Regions from separate parts of the Pan troglodytes genome. Here all the other regions are linked to region 3. A link is a contact called in public HiChIP or PLAC-seq data. All regions are on one chromosome and are shown on one strand. Each heading gives the region's core, a stretch centred on a gene start, on an enhancer-like site or on the middle of the called end of the contact. The rest is flanking DNA. Distances are from core to core; before and after follow the strand shown.

Region 1 (3,965 bases), core at 138-2,637, 680 kb before region 3:
GTGTGAATCAGTGCAAATGGACAAACCACCAGGTGAAAGCAATGTCAGGAATTACTGTAGGCTCACATAAGATGAAGATTGTAAGGAAACTGGAGGCAGGGATCTCCAGCAGTGAACCTCTAAGTTGTTGAACTGTTACAGCACTGCCAGGTTCCTATGCCGGCTGTGCAGAAACAGACCAATATTCCGACAGCAGGCTTGCAGCAGAGAAAGAGTTTTAATAATCACAAGTTACAAGCCAGGAAACAGGAAGAGTTCTCAAGCTTCAATCCATTTCATCAAGGGGTTCTAGGCAAAGGTTTTTAAGGGGATTTGTGGAGGGTGAGGGGCTGGAAAATTTGGGGTTACCGATTCGTTGGGGTAAGGGAGATGAAATCATTAGGATGTGACAATTTCATTCCTCCATGAATCAGCTTTTTATTGGGCCTTCCAGACAAGCTGGCATCCTTAGTTTTGTTGGTATGCGGGACCTAAAGAAGCAATGCAAACAGAAAGCTTATCTTCTCATAATCTCTAGATTTTATCTATAGAGCAGAAAAAGAATGAAGACTCTTGTGACAAGGGCCACATTCTCATGGGGTAGTAAGTAGCAACCAGCTACAAGAAAGTCGGCCACACGGCAGGCTGGCTGAATAACAGCAGCTGTAAGCCTAGTTGGATTTTTTTCCCCTCCTTAATCAATTTTACAAAATGTTCTTGGGGATAGTTTCAGAATGGTCAAACTAATTCATTAATTCAATATCAACTTTTTTTTTAGGCCCTACTTTATTCTGGGCACTGTTTTAGGTGCCCGGGGGAAGGGGGCACCGCAGCAAAAACCGAGGCCCTGCCGTTAGGTTAGAGAGTTTACATTCGTGGGTATGGGTGTGTGTGTGTGTGTATAAACAAACGTCTGGCATGTCACGTGGTGAGTGGTAAGTGCTATGGCTAAACAGTAGTGTCAAGGGGAAAAGGAGTGGGGCACTGCTATTTCCTATGGGGTTGTGAGGCAGTAGTAAGTGTGGAAATGTATCAAAGTAAAGATCGAAGGTTCTGGCGTCTGACAGTTTGAATAAGGCGGAAGCACAGACTCTGCACAGATCTCAACCATCCAACAGGACTGAAACACAGAACTTGGAAAAACCCACGTACCTGCTTCTTACTTTGCTCGCCCGGTCTGCACAAGTGCAAAATCCTCTCCTGAAGTTCGTATCAGGAACACCAGGGTTTAACTAGACGAATCAGCCGCAGCGGGGCGGGGCTAATTTCAGTCCCTCCTTTGCCTGAAGTCAGCGAAAAGCGCGGACTCCCTCGCGCATGCTCAAATACGCCAACTTCCTCCTGGAGCGCCATCTGAGAAGGTCTGCGCATGTGCACGAACGACAAGTGTTTTTTTTTTTTTTGTTTGTTTGTTTTTTTTTGTCCCAAGGCGCTGCCGTACCGTCCAGGCGGCGAGTTGCATTCCGGTTCCGTCGTGTGTCTGGCGTGTGGAGCTAGTGCTCCCGCTTATTCGCCACTGTCGCCACCGCTGTCATGAACCGCGAGAGCTTCGCGGCGGGAGAGCGGCTGGTGTCGCCGGCTTACGTGCGGCAGGGCTGTGAGGCCCGCCGCTCGCATGAGCACCTCATACGGCTGCTTCTGGAGAAGGTACCGAGCTGTCGGTCCCCTCCCCAGCCGCCGCGACCCCGGGGCTCTGGCTCCGCCGGGCGTCCCCGCTGGTGCTGCCTCACCGGCAGCTCTTTGCTGCTTGAGACTAGTCCCAAGTCTGTCTCAGCTTGGCTTGCCCTAGCTGATCGACTGCGGTCTGTGCCTTCTCAGCCTTGCCAAAGCCAGTGAAAGCCAAATGGTGTTGTTAGGAGGGGGTGTTGGGGTCGGGGTTTTGAGTCCCGCTGTTTCTAACTTCGGGATGCGGAAGTGAGGGAAAGTCCCAGTGTACTTTTTTATTCGCGGAAAGGGCAAAGTTCGCACCTCCATCTTTCACCACCCTCAACGACTCAGAACACATAATGGTGTTTGTAGACTGTATGCTAACTCGAACCACGAGCTTTCCGCGGAACTTCACAGGTCTCCCTCCTGCCAGCGTTCATGTATTTTAATTTCATTAAAAGTTTTGTTGTGTTTTGTTTTTTTGAAACAGAGTCTCGCTCTTTCGCCCAGGCTGGAATGCAGTGTCGCGATCTCGGCTCACTGCAGCCTCCGCCTCCCGGGTTCACGCCATTCTCCTGCCTCAGCCTCCCGAGTAGCTGGGACTACAGGCGCCCGCCACCACACCCGGTTAATGTTTGTATTTTTAGTAGAGATGGGGTTTCACCATGTTGGCCAGGCTGATCTCAAACTCCTGACTTCAAGTGATCGGCCATTCTTGGCCTTCCAAAGTGCTCGGATTACAGGCGTGAGCTACAACGCGTGGCCAAAATTTCATTAAAGTTTGACAACTACCACCCTTCTCCACGTCCCACCGCCCCAATCGTAACGCCCTGGTTTGAAGCATCTTCATTGGGGTTGTGGTGTATTGGTTTTCAGTTAGTTTCACTTACGGAAATTTAAATATCTGAGTAAACCTCATTGTATGCATTTATCATCACTTCTCGAAATCTGTAAATAATTGTAATCAAATGTACAAACGTTTTGCCTCTTTGCGGTCTCTATATAGTGGTGAATTTATGCCTGAATTTTAGAAAACAAGGAGCTTGGCAAAATACACGTTTAAAAGACAAAATGTATTCCTGTAGTATTCTAGAGAACGGTAGTTTTATTAAATATAATCATAAGTTTTTTTTTTTTTTTTTTTAAGGGCAAGTGTCCAGAGAATGGCTGGGATGAAAGTACACTTGAACTCTTTTTACATGAACTTGCAATCATGGACAGCAACAATTTCTTAGGCAATTGTGGTGTGGGAGAAAGGGAAGGGAGAGTGGCATCCGCACTGGTTGCTCGTCGTCATTACAGGTATCTTTTTTTAAGTAGTACAGGAGATATATCGTTTATTTATTTTTGGTTCAAAATAATGGCAGCAGTATTCATCTTATTAGATTATCAGATGTCAGTTTGTAAACCACTTCTTCCCTGCTCTAATGGATATGTAAGCCAAATGCAACAGGGAGATGGAAACAATTTTATCTCAGCAGATGCTTTTCAAAGACAATAGAGTAAAACTAAGTGGGGGTTACCCTGTCAGGTTCTGGGTGACTAACACAGGCTATACGTTTTCTTAGGAACGGTTACCCTAATAAACATATCTGGCTGTAAGAGTTCAAAATCCATTAAGGTTGTTTATAGCTTTCCATATTTCTTTTCTAACATTGGTAGTGTTTTTTTTTTAGAATGATTTATAGTTATCAACTTTAAATTTTGTTTTAAACTGTGTTTAAACTGAATCCCATTTTATAAATACCTCTCTGTTGCAATAGATACAAGGAAAGGTGTATTAGATTATTAAGTGACCTTTTTCTTTTGCATTATTGCAGAAAGCTTTTCATCAATTCTGATAACGATTTAATTGGTAGTTAATTGGTAGTTAATATGATCACTCATTGCTCTGTCCACTAACCTTTCTGTGAAATGTAAACTCTTTTAAATGAAACTCCTGTCTTCCATGCTTTTACATTATAATGAAAATTTCCTGGGCATCGTAGAATTTGTATTTCAGTAAAAACCACTGCAGTCAAAACTGATGATAATGCCTAACTTGGATGAAAATTTCAGTTAACAGTTTGCTGATAACATGGTTGATAATATATGTAAGAAATGTTTTGTACATGAGATTTCAGTGGTGAGGAAGTACAGCACTAGTATTCTTCGATAATCCCCCTATACCGAATTTCTGATATATTTGACTGTCAATTAGAAATTACTCAAATTACGAAAGGGTTTTTTATTTTAAAGAGTATTGAGAGATATCTTTAAACAATGTATAATATCGTCTAATTTAAAATGAGATTTGCACACTGATTTTCTAGGAGCATATAGTTCTTTTAAAATTAAGG
Region 2 (3,932 bases), core at 830-3,329, 900 kb before region 3:
CTCCCAGGGTCACACCTCCGGCCTGGTCATTACCAACAACTGCAGGGCCACCAAAATCTCCATTTTAAACTTCCCACTTTCCATCCACCACCCCTCTTTCCAGGTCATCTCTACAACACTCAACTCCAATTCTTTGACCTCACCAGGATACAGTCTATTGATTCTACCACCTGTTCACTGTCCCTCTCCCCACACATGCCTTCACTTCCCTCCTTCATCAGGTTAGAACCCAAAGTTCAGAAACACAATCACTCCTCTTGCACGTAACTTCAACTCTCTTTCATCTTTGCCTTGCTTTGTCATACTTGCAAAACGACAATCCTGGTTAAACCCAACCATGCCTGCACCCACACAGCCAAACAGAACGGAGAGAGACACATACAACCTTATTCAACCAGTGTCTCTCAAATAATAACACCGATCTCGTGTGGGTCTTAACACTGACTGGCAATCCTATTAGGTTTCCCAAGTCCACCTGCTTTGTTAGCTTTTTCATACCTCTTCTTTCTCCTCAAACTTCCAATATATTCTTCTCCATCTTCACCCATAAACAATGCCCTTGCTTCTTCCTTCACTGAGAAAATGGATGTAACAGTGCCCTCTATCACGCCTACCCATCTGATTGCACGGATGTGCCTCCCATCTACCTTCCCTCCTACTTCTGTGACGGTACCACCTGCTGCTCTCTAGAGCCACAACAGAGTTTCAAAGCATCCCGGCAGCGGAGGGAGACTAGCTAGATTTCCTGGAGGGCCCTGAAAAATTAGACATCAATACCCTGGCGACTGGATCATGGTAGATAACATGGTGCAGACTACAGTCTGCAGGGTGCTAAGATTTCCTTATCACCTAGTTTCCAAATTTGGCTCTATACAACTCTCACATGGCCAGATAACTCTCAAGCCAGAGGCGGAAAGATGCACAGGTGAAGGTTTCCTTACAAAATGGCTGGCAGGTAATAACTCTCAGCAGAAAGTTGGGTACAACTGGTTTATACTCGATGAAGTTTTATGTGAACAAGAAATGCTGATAACACCCACGCACGTTCTGTCTGGAATCCAATGCATGCCTGCCTTGTCCAATTTAAAGGTATTTTTAGTGGAAGGTGGTTATCCAACCCGTAGTATAAAACGTGGACAAGAGAAGCCAGGTTCTTAAATATATCCTGTGTGGCAGCTACATGCACGCACATTTGCAGCTGAAGTTTGACAATAACTCTTCCTTCTGCTATTAAAACTGTAAGCAAACTTAGGGCAGGGTCCCTGCATCTACCACTATGTCTAGCTCATGAGCGGCACATCGTGGGCTTTTTTAAAAAGTTCATTTAACTAATAAACCAATGAGTGAAGAAGACTTGGGGAAGCAGGATTGCGTGAAGGTGTTAAGCTGTGTGAAAACTGTTACTTTAGCCATAAAAGTACCGAAAATAGCACAGACATCACCTTTCGCATATATACTTAAAGCTTACTGCCGTCCTGGGAGGCAGGGAAGGGGTAGCAGGTGGCCAGCCATGTCTGCAGAAGGGGAAACTGAGGCTCCGGCCGCCTGTGGCCCGAATGAACAGGCTCGGGCTCGGTGTTCTTGGGCCCCCCGGGAGCAGACCCAGCACAGGCGGGCTCCCGCCGGCTCACTCACCTCGCCAGCTGTGTTGGCCAAAGCAATGAGATCCCGCTTGGGCGACCAGACCAGGAAAATAATCTCCTGCGGGAGCTGCTTCTCTCCCACCACCCGGAAGGACGGGAAACAGGTCGGAAAACGCAACATGGGGACGGCCCTGCAACGACACCCCAGTCAGAGGCCGGCAGGAGCCCCCGGCTCTCCACGAGGAGCCCCGACCGCGCCTGTACCTGCAGGAGTCCCCACCGGCAGACTAACACGGCCCCAGTGGCCTCTCCCCTCCCTCTGCCGGCCGCGCGCCACAGCCTCCAGGCCGCCCCGCCCCGCCGCCGTCGCGCGCTCCAGGCACTTCCGGCGTCGGGACTGCCTCGCGAGAGGAGGAGGATGGGCGGGGCGCGCAGCGGTCTTGGGGGTGCTGAGAGCCAGACGGGGCGGACAGGGACGGGGCGCGCTGGGCGGGGCAGGGAGGAGCGAGGGGCGGATCGAGGTGGGGGTAGGATGGGGCCCGTGGGCGGGGCAGGGAGCAGCGATGGGGCAGAGCGAGGAAGGGTGGGGCACGCGGGCGGGGCAGGGAGCCCCGAGGGGCGCGGAGAGGGAGGGAGCCGCGCGCCGGACCCAGGTGCTGGTGGGATCGCTGGGCGCCGAGACCTGAAAGGGCCCGAGAAGGGCGGGGCGGGCCCCTGCGGCCACACGCAGGTATTTTGGGAACCCGTGTGTGCACGTGTGTGGGCATGCTTGCATACCTTTCCCGTTTTCCCGGAAATTCTCTGCTGTGGGCAAAGGGACGGTAGGGGTTTATGGGGTAGGCTTCAGCGACAACGGGGAGATGAAAAAGAATATGAACTTTAGGTCCTGATCAGCTGGAGCCTCCTCTAACAGTTACTAAGCAAGTAGTTCTCATTGTCAGTCCTGGTGGGTCAGTATAGAATTTTAAAAGTCCCCCTGTCCAAGCAGCACCCCAAACCAATTAGAAGAAAATTAACCCTGGATGGGCCCAGTATTTACTAAAACTCTTTGGGTGATTCCAACTTGAAGAGAGAAGAGGCGCCTGCCCTAAAACCTCCCTAACAGGCAAATAATACTGTGACATCTCATCCCATTTAACCCTCACAACTTATTGGTAGTTGCAGCCCCGTCATAACGAATAAAGAGTGTGGGCTCAGGGCCGGGCGCGGTGGCTCACGCCTGTAATCCCAGCACTTTGGGAGGCCGTGGCGGACGGATCACAAGGACAGGAGATAGAGCCCATCCTGGCTAACACGGTGAAACCCCGTCTCTACTAAAAAATACAAAAAAGTAGCCGGGCGTGGTGGCGGGCACCTGTAGTCCCATCTACTGGGGAGGCTGAGGCAGGAGAATGGCGTGAACCCGGGAGGCGGAGCTTGCAGGGAGGCGGAGCTTGCAGTGAGCCGGAGCTTGCAGTGAGCCGGGGCTTGCAGTGAGCCGGAGCTTGCAGTGAGCCGGAGCTTGCAGTGAGCCGAGATTGCGCCACTGCACTCCAGCCTGGGCAACAGAGCCAGACTCCGTCTCTAAAATATAAAAAAAGAGTGTGGGCTCACACACGATTTCTTCTATAGGTACTTGGGCATTTACTATGTGGAGGAACTGAGGCTACAGCAATGCATGGGACGGGAACTCTGCCCAGAGGCTCACAGGCCAGCCTGGCAGACTTGTAAATCAGAACTCATCTGATGTTGCTTTATGTAGGACATATTTAAATGAGTCAACCTGTTGACAGTTCCCACAGCTATGACCTCCCTAAGAGAATGTGACAGTACCATCCTAGGGTTCTTAAACTTAAAACCTATGGTAGAAAGCCATCTACTTTTTACTACCTTTCACTTGTTCAAAGAAGAAAGAGACGGCAGGTCCTTTAACTTTCAACAGGCCCCATCTTCTTGACCTCTGTCTGGATCTAGCCCCTGGGAAGTAGATGACGGAGGGAGACTAATTCATTCAGCATCAAGTAACTATTTTGTGCCAAGTACTGTTCTTAATCCTTGACTTTATACCTACCCTGCTTCCTGTCACGGGCTTTGCAACCCTTGCCTTTGCCACAAACAACTTACCAAGTGCCCCCCAACTCTTCCAGAATCAACATTTCTAAGGTAAAAATGCATTTGCCTTTGTTTTTCACAAAATGCATTTTCAGGTGTTAGTGTTTTGGGGCAGTTATAATGGATCACCTGGTGGGGGTCTAGTATCTATGCACGTTAACATTCTTACGGAAATTGAATGTCCATTTTCCTGTAACTTACCTGAATACAAACACCCATACAGCACGTGAAAATCACTGTTCCCAGAGGCATAAACAC
Region 3 (4,382 bases), core at 529-3,028:
TTGGTGAGATCAGCACCAATTTCGATAACTGAATAGAACTTCTGTGTGCCTAATACTTTAAAAAAACTATTGTAAGTTTGAAGCCAGGTCAGTCAGCATTATTTGGGCCTGAAGTTAGTACATAAAATTTCATCTTTCAATGTTCTCTCCAACATCAATTTTTAGAAAAAATATATCCCCCCCTTATAAAAATCTACAGTGGCCAGTGTGGTTAGGCACCACTGATTTGAAACAGCATTCTTCACCAATCCAGAAAAGAGGATGGTGACCTATTTTTTTTTTAAAAGATCATTTGACACGCCTTTGAAAAATAAGTCAATCTCAGAAAAAGAAAACAGGTATTTAGCCAGAAATGTTTTCTGAATTTCTACCAGGAGGCATGCTATTCGCAAGGATGAAGGAACTGTCTTTCTAGAGCCGTTCTTTGCTCCTGTTTTATTTCCCCTCTGAAATCACTAGCCGACGTTTCTGACATCACTGGGTTGCTGTGGAAATGTTTATTTCACAGAGGATTTCGACCTCCAGTGGGGAATTTACAAGTGGAAGTGTGAACTCTTGGAAAAACACAATTGGTTTGAATAAAAATAGGCAGCATTTGGAAACGGGATTCAGAAAGAAAACAATATAAACTGCCTTTAAGAGGTTGTTTCAAGTCTTCCTGCAAGGATTCAAATACTTTTAAGAGCATCTTACACAGATATGCTGGTTTTTATTTGAATTTTACTTTCTATAAATATCTGTATAAAGAGTAAGGGGAAGCAAGTAAAGAATGTCTTCTTGCAGGAAAAAAAAAAAACACACCTTTCAGTCACCCAATTATTAAGACTGAAAGATTTGGTTCTAAAATACCATTTTGTGAGGAGAGAGAGAGACGACATTATATCCGTTTACATTTTTATATCATATAATGGACTTTAGAGAATAGCTCCCTTTAAATAATTGTGACTCAAGGGGCCTGAGTTTTAGTGCAGAAGCCACAAAATCCATTTTCGTTTTAAACTGTTAAATCAACAGAACGCCAAACTAGAGCCTTTCTTCCTGCTGGGGCAGTATTGTCCCCTAAATCCACTTTCCAGTCCTCTCAGCCTAGCCTAGTTTGATGTAGCATTGACTTAGCTTAACTACAGCAACCGGCAAAAGGAAGTGGGTTTGCATTTGGAATGGGAGGAGGCAGGCACCGGTGTGTCTGTGCCTGCGTGGACACGCGCGCGGGGGGCTGGAGGGATCGCGAAAGCAAGAAAAGCGGGACATAGCAACTATGTGAAAATAATTTTCCCGTGGCTGGAAGAGGGGTCTCTGCATGGAAAAGCAATTTTAGGAATAAAAAAAAAAATCTTCAAACAGGGTGGAAGGAAGGCTTGCCAGGAGGTTGCCGGACGTAGCGGGGGGGTGGGCGCCTGTGTTTTTCCTCGAGCATTTTTTCTCTTCCCGGGCTCAGGGCGGCCCACTCCCCACCCATCCATCCACCTGCCCGCGCCCTCACCCGCGCCCCCTGCCGTCCCGGGACGCGCATGGCCCGGCGGCTATGGCGAGGAGGTCGGAGAAGGCAGGCGGCCGGCCGGCCACGGGCTGCAAAAGGTCTGGCGGCGCGGGCTGATTTAGTGGCCGGGGCTGTAGTACAGGCTGTCCCCGGCAGCCGGCGGAGTCAGCGCGCCCACGTGACGGCCCCGGCTCTCCGGTGAGCTCCCCAAACAGACGCACACCCAGCCACACGCGCGCGCTCGCGCGCGCGCACACACACCACACACACACACACACGCACGCACGCACCCCCGCGCGCACACGCCCGCCCGCTCGCGCTGCCTCTGCGCCTCCATCCCGGCTCGCTCATTATCTCGCCCTCTCGCTTCCCCTGCGGTCTCTCGCTCTGCGCGCACACACCACACACACGCACACGCACACACACGCGCGCACACACGCAGCCGGCACAGGCGGCGGCGGCGGCTGCCCAAGTCAGGACGAACCTCTCTAGGTACCGTCTTGAGAAGGCGGCAGCGGCGGCGGCGGCGGCGGCGGCGGCGGCAGCGGCAGCGGCAGCCCAAGCATCCCTCCTCTCCCGGAGAGGGAGCACCGCCGAGAGTTTCCGTTCCCTTTGCCATTCCCTTCCCCTTCCTTTTCTTTTATTTTCGAGAGAATTTCTTCTTGGCTTATTGGTTTAATTTGATTTTTAAAATTTTGGGTTGCTTTTGTGTATGTGTGCTTTTTTTTTCTTTCCTCATTTTATTTGCATCCAGAGCATGGCGGGCTGCGGGCTGTCGGAAGACACCCTCTTCTCTTCCTTCTTTTACAACTACGGCTCCTCCTGGGAAACCCCTTCCAACCAGGTAAGGGGTGGCTCGGTGCCGGGCGGCGTCGCGCCCCTTGCCCCCTGCCGCGCGCTCACTTGGTACTCGGTGGGGAGGCAGAGGCTCGGGAGGGGGTGGGGAGGATGGGGGCCAAGTGGGTCGCACTGTCTGGGTCAGCGCCAACCGGCGAGAGGAGGTACCCCCCCTTCCCCCATCGCTAGCTTTCCAGTCTCCAGGTTCTGTCGCGTTCCTCCCGTGCCCCATCTGCCATCGACACCTTCCCCCACCACCTCCCAGCCCAGCGGGAACCCGAGAAAGAGGCAGGAGCCGGCGCGTTACCCCGAACAACTCCAGGCAGAACCAGGGAACTCGAGCGCAACCTTCCCCAAGTCGCCGCGGGCGCCGCGCCCCTGTGCGCCCGGCGCCTACCCGCCTTCCAGTTGCGCCGAGGGGCTGCAGAGCCGCAAGCCCCCCGCGACGTGCTGTCCCCCCTCCACTCCCCTCGGGGCCCGAGCCGCCTCTTTCCCTAAAATGGCTGCAATCTCAAGTAGAGGCGTCCCCTGACCCGCGGAGGTGGGGGGGGGGGGGTGGGGTGCAGAGTGGAGCCTCCGCTCCTCCTGACCCCGCGCCTCCCCTGGGGCGCAGAAGCACCCCACAAACACACACACTTAACTTTGATGACTGTGCAATGCAGTCCGGCTGCATCGTGCCCTAGACGCTCCACGCCGCCGGCCTGTAGGTGTGCGTGTCGGTGTGACTCGGGGGGCCCAGGGACGCTGGGGGTAGACGCCGGAAGGGGGGCGTGGAAGGAGATGGATGTCAGCGGGCCACTGGTAACCTGGAGAGGCAGGCATGTGCCCAGGGTCTAGGGGTGAAAAAGCTATTCTGGGAGCTGGAGCGAGAAATAGAGAGAGGAAAAATGCCTTTTAATTAAATAACTGTTGTAGTCTGCTGCCCCCACCGCTTGTTGGTGAAAGTCTACAGGCATCTGTCATCTCCAAACTACGCGGGGAAGTAGAGCTGGGGTCGAGGGAGGGGAGGCATGTGTGTACGTGTATGCGTGTGTGTGTGTGCACGCGGGTGTGTGTCTGTGTGTGGGTGTGCGCGCGCGCTCGCGGGTCTGGGCTGGGGAAAGTTGGGGCCAGAGGAGCGGTGGAGGAGCAATGGTGAAAGGCATTAGCTACTCGGTGGGCGGTCCAGGGCGCCGGGGATTCCCGGGCCCCGCGGAGCGCGCACCGCGGGGGGAGCTGGCCCGCTAGGGGTGGGGGGTGTCGAGGAAAAGAGCTCCGTTCAGCCCGGCTCGCCTGGCCGCCGCGGCGCCTCTCCTCCGGAGCCCGCCAGCCAGCCTCGGCCGCTTGCGGGGCTGCCCGCCGAGCTCGCCGGCGCTGGCGCGCTCCCTCCCGGGCCCGGGGCGCAGCGCGTTCCTGCGAGCTCCCGGCAGAGAAGCCAAACCCCGAAAGCAACCGAAAAATGTTCGCCGCCGCCGCCCCCGCATCACCCCAAGTTTCCAAGAAACAAATCGCCAAACTACTAGCTGCCAGGTGAAGACCTCTCTCTCCGGCGTGGGCTCTCCAGAAAGCGCTGCGGCCATCCGAGTGAATAATACATAAGGGCCGCCGGGAGCCTTGGAGAGGCTCCCGCCGCCGCGGCAGCAGCAGCGGGAGGCGGCGGCGAGCTCTGGGCAGACCGTCGGGCCGCCGCCGCGGGTGGGGGCGTCTGGGCTGCCCCCGGGAAGTACGCCGGCCGTTCGGGCGGGGCGGGAGGGCAGCCCAGGCGCGCGGAGTGAGGATTCGCGGTGAGGCAGCCGGGAGACACGAGGCCTCGCTGCGAGTAGAAACTTGCAGGAGCTACTGAGGTGGTCGGGCCGGCGCTGGAGTTGGGGGCCTGGAGAAGCACGATCGGGGCCCGGAGGGTGCCCGGCTGCCCGTGGCCGGCGCCGGTGGCTTCCTTCAGGCTATCCTGCCCCGCCTGGCGGGCCTTGGGTGCTCTCCACGCTTCCTTGCATCCGCCCAGGATTGCCGAGAGCCAACGACCCCTCCGGCTCCGCAAACTCCAGCTCTCCAGGAGCGGGCGTCCGCGTGCCTGCCTGTGTGAGTG

What was found. HiChIP or PLAC-seq counts read pairs in DNA pulled down with a chosen protein or histone mark.
Region 1: an H3K4me3 HiChIP or PLAC-seq map of stem cell-derived excitatory neurons shows a contact between it and region 3, with 4 times the contacts expected there. The contact joins the promoter of SEPSECS here to the promoter of PPARGC1A in region 3.
Region 2: a contact with region 3 is called in an H3K4me3 HiChIP or PLAC-seq map of stem cell-derived excitatory neurons, with 4 times the contacts expected there. The contact joins the promoter of ANAPC4 here to the promoter of PPARGC1A in region 3. A contact is called at or near these places in 1 of 7 Hi-C or Micro-C datasets (stem cell-derived neural progenitor cells) and 1 of 1 datasets of contacts at active chromatin or transcription factors (stem cell-derived excitatory neurons).

Annotation. Positions count from the first base shown.
Region 1 is chr3:25,623,500-25,627,464 of NHGRI_mPanTro3-v2.0_pri, reverse strand. It overlaps SEPSECS (Sep (O-phosphoserine) tRNA:Sec (selenocysteine) tRNA synthase), which reads left to right and starts at 1,387. Exons shown (of 15, transcript XR_010156495.1): 1 at 1,387-1,626; 2 at 2,117-2,253; 3 at 2,774-2,928. LOC129143705 (a long non-coding RNA gene) reads right to left here and starts at 1,308. Exons shown (of 2, transcript XR_008547465.2): 1 at 1,132-1,308.
Region 2 is chr3:25,840,774-25,844,705 of NHGRI_mPanTro3-v2.0_pri, reverse strand. ANAPC4 (anaphase promoting complex subunit 4) reads right to left here and starts at 2,079. Exons shown (of 29, transcript XM_001165393.5): 1 at 1,848-2,079; 2 at 1,636-1,774. The coding sequence starts at 1,764.
Region 3 is chr3:24,941,118-24,945,499 of NHGRI_mPanTro3-v2.0_pri, reverse strand. PPARGC1A (PPARG coactivator 1 alpha) reads left to right here and starts at 1,778. Exons shown (of 14, transcript XM_016951411.3): 1 at 1,778-2,324.